2 separate regions of the Mus musculus genome follow, and region 1 is linked to region 2. The links are chromatin contacts, called in public Hi-C maps. All regions are on one chromosome and are shown on one strand. The core of a region is the stretch at or near the end of the contact, and the rest is flanking DNA. Distances in the headings are between cores, read along the strand shown.

Region 1 (5,423 bases), core at 1,832-4,331, 700 kb before region 2:
AGCCTTGCTGGAGGAAGTACTTCAGTGAGAGAGGGCGTTGAGGGCACATAGCCTCGGCCCACTTCTGCCCACTTTCTGTTCTCTTTGTGTTTCCTGACCTAGGCCAGTATCACCAGCCTCTGCCTTGCCTCCATCTGCCACCGTGGACCCCATCTCTCAGGACCCGTGAGCTAAAACAAACCCTTGCTTCCTGAGGTGGCTTTTGGTCAGGGTGTTTTATCATAGCTACAGAGAAGCAACTAATACACTCTGCTGGCTTATAGGTTGACTTTTGAAAAAAACAACAGAAAAAGAGAGATGAGAAAGTGATCAACTGTGACCGTAGATTGGATGTACAGTTTAATCTGTAAAAGAGCAGATGCTATGGATGGAAGGAGTATGTCTCTGGAATGGGTATTTTTTGGAAACTTTGAAATTATTCTGAAGTAATAATCCCTCTAGCAAACTAATGTACAAGAAAGAAAAGTAAAAATAGTTAAAGGATTAATTCTAAATTGTATACCAGGGCCAGATCAATTTCTAGTGAGTTATTTTAAAATTTTAAAGAGAAGCTTGTTTCTCTGCTGAAGAAAATAATAAAAAAATATCCAAGTTCATAAAGCTGGCTCAGCCCTGATCTTAGGCTTTCACTGTAACACAAATTGGAAAGTTATAAATAAGCATGCTATGTAGATATGCATGCAAACTTTCAGATCTTGAGACTAAATTAAAAACTGGGATTTATTTGAATTTGAGAACAGTTTTTTTTTTGAATGTGTGAGATTTATCTCCTATCACTTACACTATTAAATCCCACAAGGAATTGCTAAACCGATCTGTGCTGAAATCCAATCGGTAAAACTTAATTCGCTCACGTATGAATTTAACAGGTAATTCTGACAAGCACACTAATAGTAGCACTCACGTCTAAGCGACCAAGCAAGAGTTGGATGCCATGACATGAGCAAGAAAACTCACACAATACCTCGAAGCATTGACACAAAAATGTCCAAACTTTATTGACAGATACAAAGGGAGATTCAGATGATGGGACACATCCTACATGTCACTTGCAGGATGCAATGATGTAAGCCTGCTAATGAGCTTCATAAGTCTTAGTCTGAAATTCCCAGGGTAATTGTGTATGTGTGTGTGTGTGTGTGTGTGTGTGTGTGTGTGTGTGTGTGTGTGTGTGAGAGAGAGAGAGAGAGAGAGAGAGAGGGAGAGAGCACTAAATAAAAACGATTCTACAGTCAATGGGAGTAATAATTATTGGCTATGAAATGTATAAGAGCACACTAATAAAATAGTCGGGATGGGGCTGTAGCTTAGTTGGTAGAGTGCTTGCCGAGCAAGCTTGAAGCCCTGGGCTGGATTCCTAAGCATCACATAAAACCAGGTATAGTGGCACATGCCTGTAATCCCAGCACTTGGGAGGCTATTTTCAAGCTACATAGTGAGTTCAAGGCCAGTTGTCAAAACCGAAACAGTAACCTCCTGGACTTGTGGCGGGGCTGACTGGTCTGCTGGACCATAGTCTGCCTTCCAGAACTCGGTGGACAACCAAGTGGTCATCACACAATGCATCTTTCCAAACGGCATCGGCTCTTGGGGAGGGGAACTCAAATGAAAGCCTCTTCTCACTTCAAACACCAAAATAAACTCCAGATGGAGTCGTAATTGAAATGCAAAAATATTCTGCTATGTTTGTAATTAAGCAAATGCAAATTAAAAATAAAATGTCACCCCTCCTCCTGCCCTGGTATATTAGCAAAGGTCTGAAAAGGCTTTTGATTTGGGCAGCGACGATAGAAAGGGAACCCCCCCCCCCCTCCTGGAGACCTTGCCAGGGACTGAAAATGATTTTGAACTTCTGGAGAGCAGTACTTGGTAAAAAGCTCAAATAAGTTCACATCATTGTCCTATTCCATGTTCGGCATCAGACACACTGGTGTGGAGGCAAAAATTTACTCATCACTGTTTTTTATTCCAGTCATTTACAACAAAGTGGATCTAATAATTGGGAGGTTGTTAATCATCACATGGTTTTTAGATGAAATATTATGGAGCCAACAAATAAAACATTTTTAAAAACTATTTAATGATACTAAGATTCTTAAGAGACAATGTTAAATAAGGAAAGTATATATTATACTTGGGTACAAATATATGTCATAATTTGGATTAAAATATATAAAATTACAAAGCATTACAAATAAGCATAGGAAAACACCAATAGTGCTACATAGGGCAAAGTTATAGGATTTATGTATATATTTTCCCCAAAATTAATTAATTAATTAATTAATTAATTAATTTTGACAGAAGGTCTCACTGTGTAGACCTTGCTGTCCTGGAACTTGCTGTGTAGAGCAGTTTGCCCTCCAGTTCACAGACAGCTGCCTGCCTCTGTAGTCTCAGCTCTCTGCACCACTGTGCCTGCTATTTCTCAAATTTTCTACATTGAAAACGAAGTACTTTGGTGAACAGAAAAAGAATTATTATTATTTTTTAAAAAGCACCATCAAAGGAAACAATAAAAAAAAGTTAGAGTTTAAAAATGGAAACTAAAAACAATGAAGAAAGAACTGCTAACTCTTCAGGGATGGGCATGGACTTCGAAGGCAATAAAGGTATACCCTGCACAGTGGTGAGTGTCAAAAAGTATGTACGGACATGGCAAACATGTAAGAGATACCTGAGAATGAAAAGACGAACACGTCGTGCCCAGTTTCATGAAGAATACAGGCAGAGAAGATGGATGGATCTACAGCAGTTCACACTGAGGCCAGAGATCTTTTCGAGTGTCTTCTTTGGTGGTGGTCTAGGGACTTGGCTCACAGCAAACATTACTTTGTGAAAGCAATTACAGTACCTACTGAACAAGGAGTACTACTGCTAAGGGAGGCAAAATTTGCCACCCTGGTTTATTTCTGTGGGTTTTGTGGCTTTGGAAAGCCCTGCCGTGACATTCGGTTATAAAGCCAAGAAGAGCAGGAACCAGGGCCTTTGCTGCCTGGCAGGAAAGTGAGGTTCCCATGGGCTTGTCTAACACCTGCTGATAAACAATGCTGGCTGCACCTGGCTCCTGGTGCAACAGGCTCATTGTGAAAGCCCTCGTGGGTGGCAGTGGCTGGGAGAAACGGCAGCTGTGATATGTGCTTGCTGTGCTCCTCAATGCCAGGTCTGAATCATCCTTTGGAAGTCATTGCCACCCATGAGATCGTATAAGCGATAAAGAAGTCTAAGTTTAGGAGAACCACCAGCTGAAATGCTGCTGCTGGGAAGCTCTATGCCATTTTGATGGTCAGAGGCCCCGCCATTCTCCTAGCAACACATGAACCAATGGGCAATGCTTTGAATGGAATCAAATATGACTTCCAAGGTAAAGATTGCCAACCCATACTGGGATTTTGACTTTTCTTTTCTTTTCTCTTCTCTTCTTTCCCTTTCTTTTCTTTTCTTTTCTTTTCTTTTCTTTTCTTTTCTTTTCTTATTATGGTGACAAAGGCAACTTCAGGAAGGAAGGTTTTATTTTAGCTTATTGTTCCAGTTTACAGTCCATCAAAGAGATGACTTATACTTTGCAGAATGCTGGGGTCATGTGACATCCACAGCCAAGAAACAGTGAATGATAAATGACTGTGATCGACTCATTTTCTTCTTTTCATGTAGTCTGAGTTCCCAGCCTAGGGAATAGTGCCACCCACAGCGGGCTGGCCTTCCTGCCTCAGTTAACTTAATCAAGATAACTGCCCATAGGCATGCCCTGGGGGCATTTCTCCTAGAGATTCTAGAGCTTGTCCAGGAATAATTAATACTAATGACCACAGACTTCAAAACATAATCTCCTCTGTAGCTGTGATTGGTTCTCCACACTCGTGTGTTGGGTGTACCTTGTTCAGATGCTTGGTGTAAAGAGAATAGAGATGACACCATATTCATAGCTGGATAAGGTCCATAGATGACCTCCAGTTACCTCTGGGCAGTGCTGCCCTGAAGATCTCTGGCAAATCCACCGAGAAGCCTTGTTTGCTTAAGATGTCCACTATTTAGTATCTATTATATCAGTATAGATACTCAAGGGCATTGCAGGCTCTTCAGAGCCAGAACAACACTTAAACAAATAGCAGCTAGTGTGCTTATGAGCTTCAGATGACCTGGGCTCAAATCCTCGCTCTACTGTTGACCAGCTGTGTGGTGGCAGCATGCCGTCTAACTTCCACTACTCCTTGGTTTCTTTTTCTGTGTCGTGGGTGATCATTGGAGTGTAGGCACAGATGCTTTTGATCAGGATAACCAGAGACTTCTTACCATGAAGCTTAAAGGAGAGAACACATGGGGGAGAACAAGGGGCGTCTATAGTGTTCTAATGTCCCATCCCAACAATGGCATGTGGGAATAGTCGGGGTTGCATCTCCTCTGAAGAGAGGTGGGTGAGCTCTGCCAGCCTTCACCTCCCCAGGGCTGGGTCAGCATGCTTGGGTACCTCTTTCTGGCTTTTTCTGGTTTCTGAGAGTTGAAGTCAGGTTCCTGTGCTTGCAAGGCAAACAGAGTCATTTCCCAAGCCCCATTTGGCCATCATTGGAATAAAAGTGAAGGGGGGAAGAGTCTGTTTAGGATTACATTAACCTCTACTTTATTCTCTGGAAACTTAGTAAAGTTTGACCTCCGTGCCTCCCACATGACTCTGAGGGGTTTAATTCTTTGCTACGGCCTCGAATCTTGGTTACTTCCACTCACGGGCACCTTGCCTACCTCCCTGTCCCCTGTCACTTACAGAAAAGGATTGTCTGCCGGTAGCAAACCTTGTGTTGTGGTCAGGGCAAAGCTGCACGAAAACATACAGAGAGGCATTACACAGGGTGCTAGGATCGACTTGGCTGTCTGCCCCACTTTCATCAAGAGCAACCCGATTTCCTGCAGGCCAGGGAAGAGGGCTAGGCAGTGTTTATTTTATTGCAGTTTTAGTCTGTGTTGCCAGTGTTTCCTTCCAGCGCCAAATCTCTTAGATAGATTTCAGCATACCTGGCCTGTTATGTCAAACCCCACCTCCACACTGTGGGGCCACTGGTGAACTTCCAGGTAGGTACATGAGTCACTAGTCTTCCACCAGGGAAGACTTCATAACTTAGCAGCACACTGCAGTGGGAATAAGTTCATATCTCCCTGGGGTTATTTGATTGGATGGGGAAAGACGAACATTTCCCTTCCATACCCATGATCGAATGGAAGACTCCAGTTGAAATGAATGGATAAGGCCTTCCTTTGCAGTGGAAGTAGAGTGATGTGTCTGCTCACAGAGGTGCTACCATCCACTCCGTTACATTTGGCTTGCAGAGTTCAAGGTCTCAGGGGTGCCTCAGAATTCATTGTATCCTTTTGTTCACTACAGACTGGTCAATGGTCAGTGAAGAAATGTCCCTGGAAAGTCCAGGCAATGA
Region 2 (5,614 bases), core at 556-3,055:
ACATTTCCCAGTCACTACTCTGAGCACCAGAAGTACAGCTTTAAAGAAGAAAGGCAGAACCCTGGCTTTCAGAGACTTCACATTTTCATGCAGAGACATGTAATGAAATGCATAGCAACAAATAAATACACAGGAGGTTTATGTCAGGTTATGAAATTGCTACAGAGAAAGTCATGGAATGGGGGTGGACTCAGGCCAGGGAGTGGGTGTGTGGTGGCTCTGGCCAGGATTGATTTGAATTGGGAGAGCAGAAGCTGGTTAGGAAATGCTTCCTGGGCTGCTGGGGAGGATAAAATAGGCCTGGCCGAGAGCAGATCTGAGGGGAGCTTTCCAATCAGATTTAACTGTACGTGTACCTATATTTGGACTTTAATACTGTGATGTCTGTGTTCAGGTAAGCTTGCTCTATGTCTCTCTTTCACAATTGAGAAAGAGGGACAGAGAAGGCTTCTGTGACAACCACTACCCCTCCCCCACCACACAGCCTACATAGGAAACCACAGAAGAGAAGTCTTAAAAATTTGTGACAAGGACGTCAAAGTGTAGCTCTCCACAGTTGATGGCTTCTGGCAGGGGTGCGGGTGAGAAAGGACTCCATTTTCTTTAAGGGGCTGGCCACTGGGAGTATGACCATGCTCCAGTGAGTGTGTGGACAACACAAAGAGAACTCATTTTTCCTTTTCCTCTTCTTTCTCCTCTTCTTCTTCAAACCTGGGAGGACTGGGAAGTGAGTATGATCTCAACCACCACCACCACACCACTTATTTAAACACACACACACACACACACACACACACACACACACACACACATACACATACACACACACATACACAAACACACACACACATACACATACACACCACACACACATACACACACACACACACACATACACACACACATACACACACACATACACACATACATACATACACATACATACACACACACATACACACACACACATACAAACACACACATATACACATACACACACATACACAAACACATACTCACACACATACACACACACATACTCACACACATACACAAACACACACACATACACAAACACACACACACATACATATATACAAACACACACACACATACACATACAGACCACACACACATACACACACACATACACATACACACACACACATACACAAACACACACATACACATATACATACATACACATACATACACAAACACACACATACACACACACATACAAACACACACACATATACACATACACACACATACACAAATACATAGTCATACACATACACACAAACAAAAACACATACTCACACACATACACAAACACAAACACATACTCACACACATACACAAACACACACACACATACACACACATACAAACATACACACACATATACACATATACACACATACACAAACACACACACATACTCACACACACACATACCCAAACACACACATACACAAACACACACACATACACAAACACACACACATACACAAACATACACATACACAAACACACACACATACACACACATACACAAACACACACACACACACATACACAAACACACACACACGAACACACCCCCATACCACACAAACACATATACCACACACACAAGCCACACACACACACCCTTGTTGCTGTGTGTCTGACTTTGAGAAATTCAGTAAAGAATGATTCCTGTCTGGCGATCTTGCTCCCTGGATTTGAGCTGCTGACTGTGCTAAGTCTGAGGGTTTTGCTTCCAGGCTTCTAAAGATTGCTTCTGTTGCCCGTATCTGTTGTTAACAACACCTGCTCAGACTTGTTTCTGTCTGCAAGTCTCTGCACACTCAGCTATTGCAGTATGGGTCAAAGAGCATCAGTTTCAAACTGGCTGACAAGACTGATTTACAGCTCCTGTGTTCCCAGTAATCTCATCTTGGCATTTATTGTTAAGCTCTTAGATAACATCTAAGGATGAGATTAAAATGCAAATTGAGAACAATACTGAATCAGGACAATGATTTATCGTGTATTGGATCTTCAGTTTCTCATACAATGCCCTGCCGTTCCTATACGTTACTTCATTTAGGTTTCACAATAATGATAAGGGAAATTGATAGTGTGTATAAGTGGTAATGGCAGGACACAAACCCAGGCTGACAAACTCCAGGGTCTATGGTCTCACCAAGATCAAGGCCTAGGTAAAAACCCAGAGCTGAAAGCACAAGTTCATGCCAGCAGTTCTCAGCCAGAGCTTGTGAATAAAAAACGCAGCTATACTAGGGGCTGAGAGGGCTGCTCCGTGGCAGTGTTGGACTAGCACATGCAAGACTGAGTTCAACCTGTAACATGAACATTTAAAAGAAACAAACGGAGACAGGAAGGAAATAAAACAAAAGAAGAAAGAAAAACAGTAACACACACACACATTTATTTACACATACCAGACACGCTCCTTCTGTCTTTCCATGTATGGAAAAGTAGAGTAATGGAAGAAAGGAAGAGGCAGAAGGAAGTTGAGGAAGGAAGGCAAAATTAGACCAGAGAAGGACCTCTGAGGTCATCTAGCATCAGGAGACATGACTCACGGTGCATATGTTAAGAAAGCACAGGAGGCGCATCTTATACTTCTCAGCCAGCTCCAGCTATAGCTTATGGTATCACCAAATTGAAATCAAAGCAACCCTGCTTCAGAGACCTTTCCATGGCAACTCTGTAATCTGCTCAATGTCCAGCAAGACTCTCTCCAGTTACCCAGTAAACAATGCCCAGGCAAAGTTGTAATGGGTCATTTTGCATCATAGCGTATTTATTTTAACTTGCTTTTATATTTTGTGGGTACTTTCCAAGTTTTAGATGTTATCCACAAAGGGACAAATGTTTCACATCAGGCTGGGAGGAGACGAGATGGGGCAGGCATAAACAGAGTCAGGATTAAAAAAAAAAAAAGGAAAAGGAAAAAGAACTACCATGTTAGAATATTTATAATTCATGAGCTTGAAAAAACCCACAGTCCTTTGCTTTGATAGTGTTCATTATTAAAGAATTTAAGAAATGACATATCCGACTTCCCGGGCTGTTCCTCATGTTTAGCTCACTGTTTGCTAGAAGGGATGAATAGAGCAGCCTCCCATGCGCAGGTGGACCTGTTGCCAGTGTATCTCAGCTCAACCGGGTGTCTCATTCTCATGACTAGCTCAATGATACACCCAACCACAGCCTAGATTGGTTGCTATTGTTCCGCCACTTTTGCCTGTACATACACCCAGAGTGAGGGAAGTCAATGTACTCTTGAGCAACTATGGGCTGCATGTTTCATCTCCAGTCTAACTTGGACATGGGTCTGAAGTGTGCTTAATTTTTTCACACTGCTGAACTATCTTTGCAGTGGTCTGGCCTCAGCCTCTTCATTACAAACCACTTCAAAGCACACTCACTCTTGGAATGGGCTTTTCTCTTCACGCTTTCCTCCTCTTTCCTTTAAGCTTCACTCCTAAAAACAAAGTGCTTGCCTCCAAATGTGAGTCTTGACTTGTCTCAAACACTGCTTCTTGGGAGAATCTGGGCTAAAGGGAGACTATTATTCTATTTAAGTATCAGACCACTCTGTTTCTTGCTTTGTGAAATGTTAGGTGATATGTATGTGAAATAATGACCTGAGATCTACTGTTACTGGAAATGTAATGCAAATCCATGCTTCCTCTTACATAGGTTAACTTCCTTTAGGGAATGATAAAATCAAATCTGCTCACCATTGGTCTAGAAAGAAAGGCATGAACTTTGGGTTTGCCCCAGGTTTGGGGTTTCATCTCACCACTGTCTTGTGGGTTGTGGCATCTTCCATGATACGTGCAACATATTTAGTTTCCCTCAGGACTTAGTTTATGTCTGTGATATCCATGAAGTGTAACATTTTAAAAGTTAACCAACATCTAAACATCTTGATTTGACAGATGGTATTTCTCGAAATAAATGACATGAAACAGTCACCAGAATGACTTAATAAAAACACTGTTTTTCTTTTTCTCTTTCCAAAATAGTTCTAAGAAGATAAATATGGTAAGACCTTGACTTTCAACATCACTTTTTATAAGACTCTCAGGCAGTTGGCTGACATAAGAGATTCCCCAACCACAACCCTTGGGGATTCTGACTTAGCCAGTTAAAGATGAGTCTAGAAATAGATACTTTAAAAATTAATGCTTTCAGGTCATTCAGATGGAGATGAGCCACACTTTAAGAGTACCTAGTTCCTAGGGGGAAGTTCACTTTAGAGTCAAACTATCCCTTCTAGAGTTTACAAAAATTATCCCAACAGTAGTTGACCCATTTTTACATATGTTAGTTTTAACATTGAGAAAGTCATGTTGAAGTCTAAAATAATACCATTCAGCATAGAGATATTGGAAGCAGGTGGGATGAAGTAGCTCAGATTCCAAATAGCAGTGGGGTATCTTGGGATTCAGCAACATTATGAAGTCACTGCTGTCTTGGGCTTAGAGGGGACCAAGGTAACATGAAGGAACTAATATTCTTGACCAGGTTGGTACAAATAAATAAATACAAAACAGAAAACAGCTACCATAGTAGTCTTACACATCAGACAAATGGGCAAAGGAGGAGTATCACTGTAGAGACCCATCTAAGCACTAAAAGAGAAAGAATATCTTGAGCCCTCTTCCTTCCTTTTGTTAGTAATTTTGCTGGGTTTTGCACTGGAAGGCTGAGGACTGGATGCCTCTGTAGATGCAGACCATGTCTGTCATATCTTACCAACTTCTAAAGTTCAATACTGAGGTAGGACATGGCAAGGGGGTGATATGGATTGCACAGGCATGCATAGACCACAGTGGGGTCAGCCTTAATCCACTGTGTCATTAATACATGCTAGGATCATGTGTAGCCATCACTTCTTTTTCCACATTTTACTTGGTGTCCAAGAAAACTGAACACAGATTCCGTGCAAACAATCATGCACCTCTGGCTGTTTGATTTCACCCACAGCCCCCACACAGCTGGATTTCCTGGTTGTAGGATGCCACTGTCTAAGACGGTGAGTTCGTTTCTTCACAATGAACACTGTAAAGATAGTGTGCAGGATACAAAGCAACTCATACAATCACAAAGCATCAAATAGAAACTTCCTGAAGGGAGATACATCAGAGATGATCTACTCCTAATACTACAATTCTAAGAAAAATATTAATTCTAAGAATGAAAGGATATGAAAGTAAGCAAAAATTGGAAACAAATTAACCCATTTCTCGGTTGTCATCAATATGCTAATACGTGTCATGAGTCCCTGAGATCAATGACATAAGACAGTATTTTTAAACTTATGAAACCATTCTGTCACTTGGCAAACATTTATTTCCCAACTAGTCTAAACTTGGAACTCCTCAAGATGCTGGATATATAGCCGCAGACAAAGCCAAAAGGAATCTGTTTGGACAATAGTTACAGGCAGAAGACGTGAGTCACGAAGAAAAACCAACAACAAACACGTAAAGGTAGCATTTCCCACAGTGCCCTTTCTCAAGTTATTATTCAGTATTCATACTCCATCCAATGAAATTGCAAGACTCCATCCAGCTTGTCAGATTAT

The links. A called contact is a pair of places that touch in the nucleus more often than the background predicts.
Region 1: a Hi-C map of epidermal suprabasal cells shows a contact between it and region 2, with 4 times the contacts expected there. The contact joins two enhancer-like sites. A contact is called at or near these places in 1 of 484 Hi-C or Micro-C datasets (epidermal suprabasal cells) and 2 of 115 datasets of contacts at active chromatin or transcription factors (astrocytes and stem cell-derived neural progenitor cells).

The regions. Positions count from the first base shown.
Region 1 is chr7:73,197,804-73,203,226 of GRCm38.p6, reverse strand. It overlaps Gm30075 (predicted gene, 30075), which reads left to right. Exons shown (of 5, transcript NR_166609.1): 5 at 103-729. Among named protein-coding and RNA genes, the nearest start is that of Gm20083, 17 kb to the right of the region's middle. Within about 2 kb of position 3,081, at least 21 of the 459 cell types and tissues checked have an H3K27ac peak or open chromatin away from gene starts, as enhancers often do. A contact at or near this core is called in epidermal suprabasal cells, where this site is marked.
Region 2 is chr7:72,493,667-72,499,280 of GRCm38.p6, reverse strand. No RefSeq gene overlaps it. Among named protein-coding and RNA genes, the nearest start is that of Gm39035, 190 kb to the right of the region's middle. Within about 2 kb of position 1,805, at least 25 of the 459 cell types and tissues checked have an H3K27ac peak or open chromatin away from gene starts, as enhancers often do. A contact at or near this core is called in epidermal suprabasal cells, where this site is marked.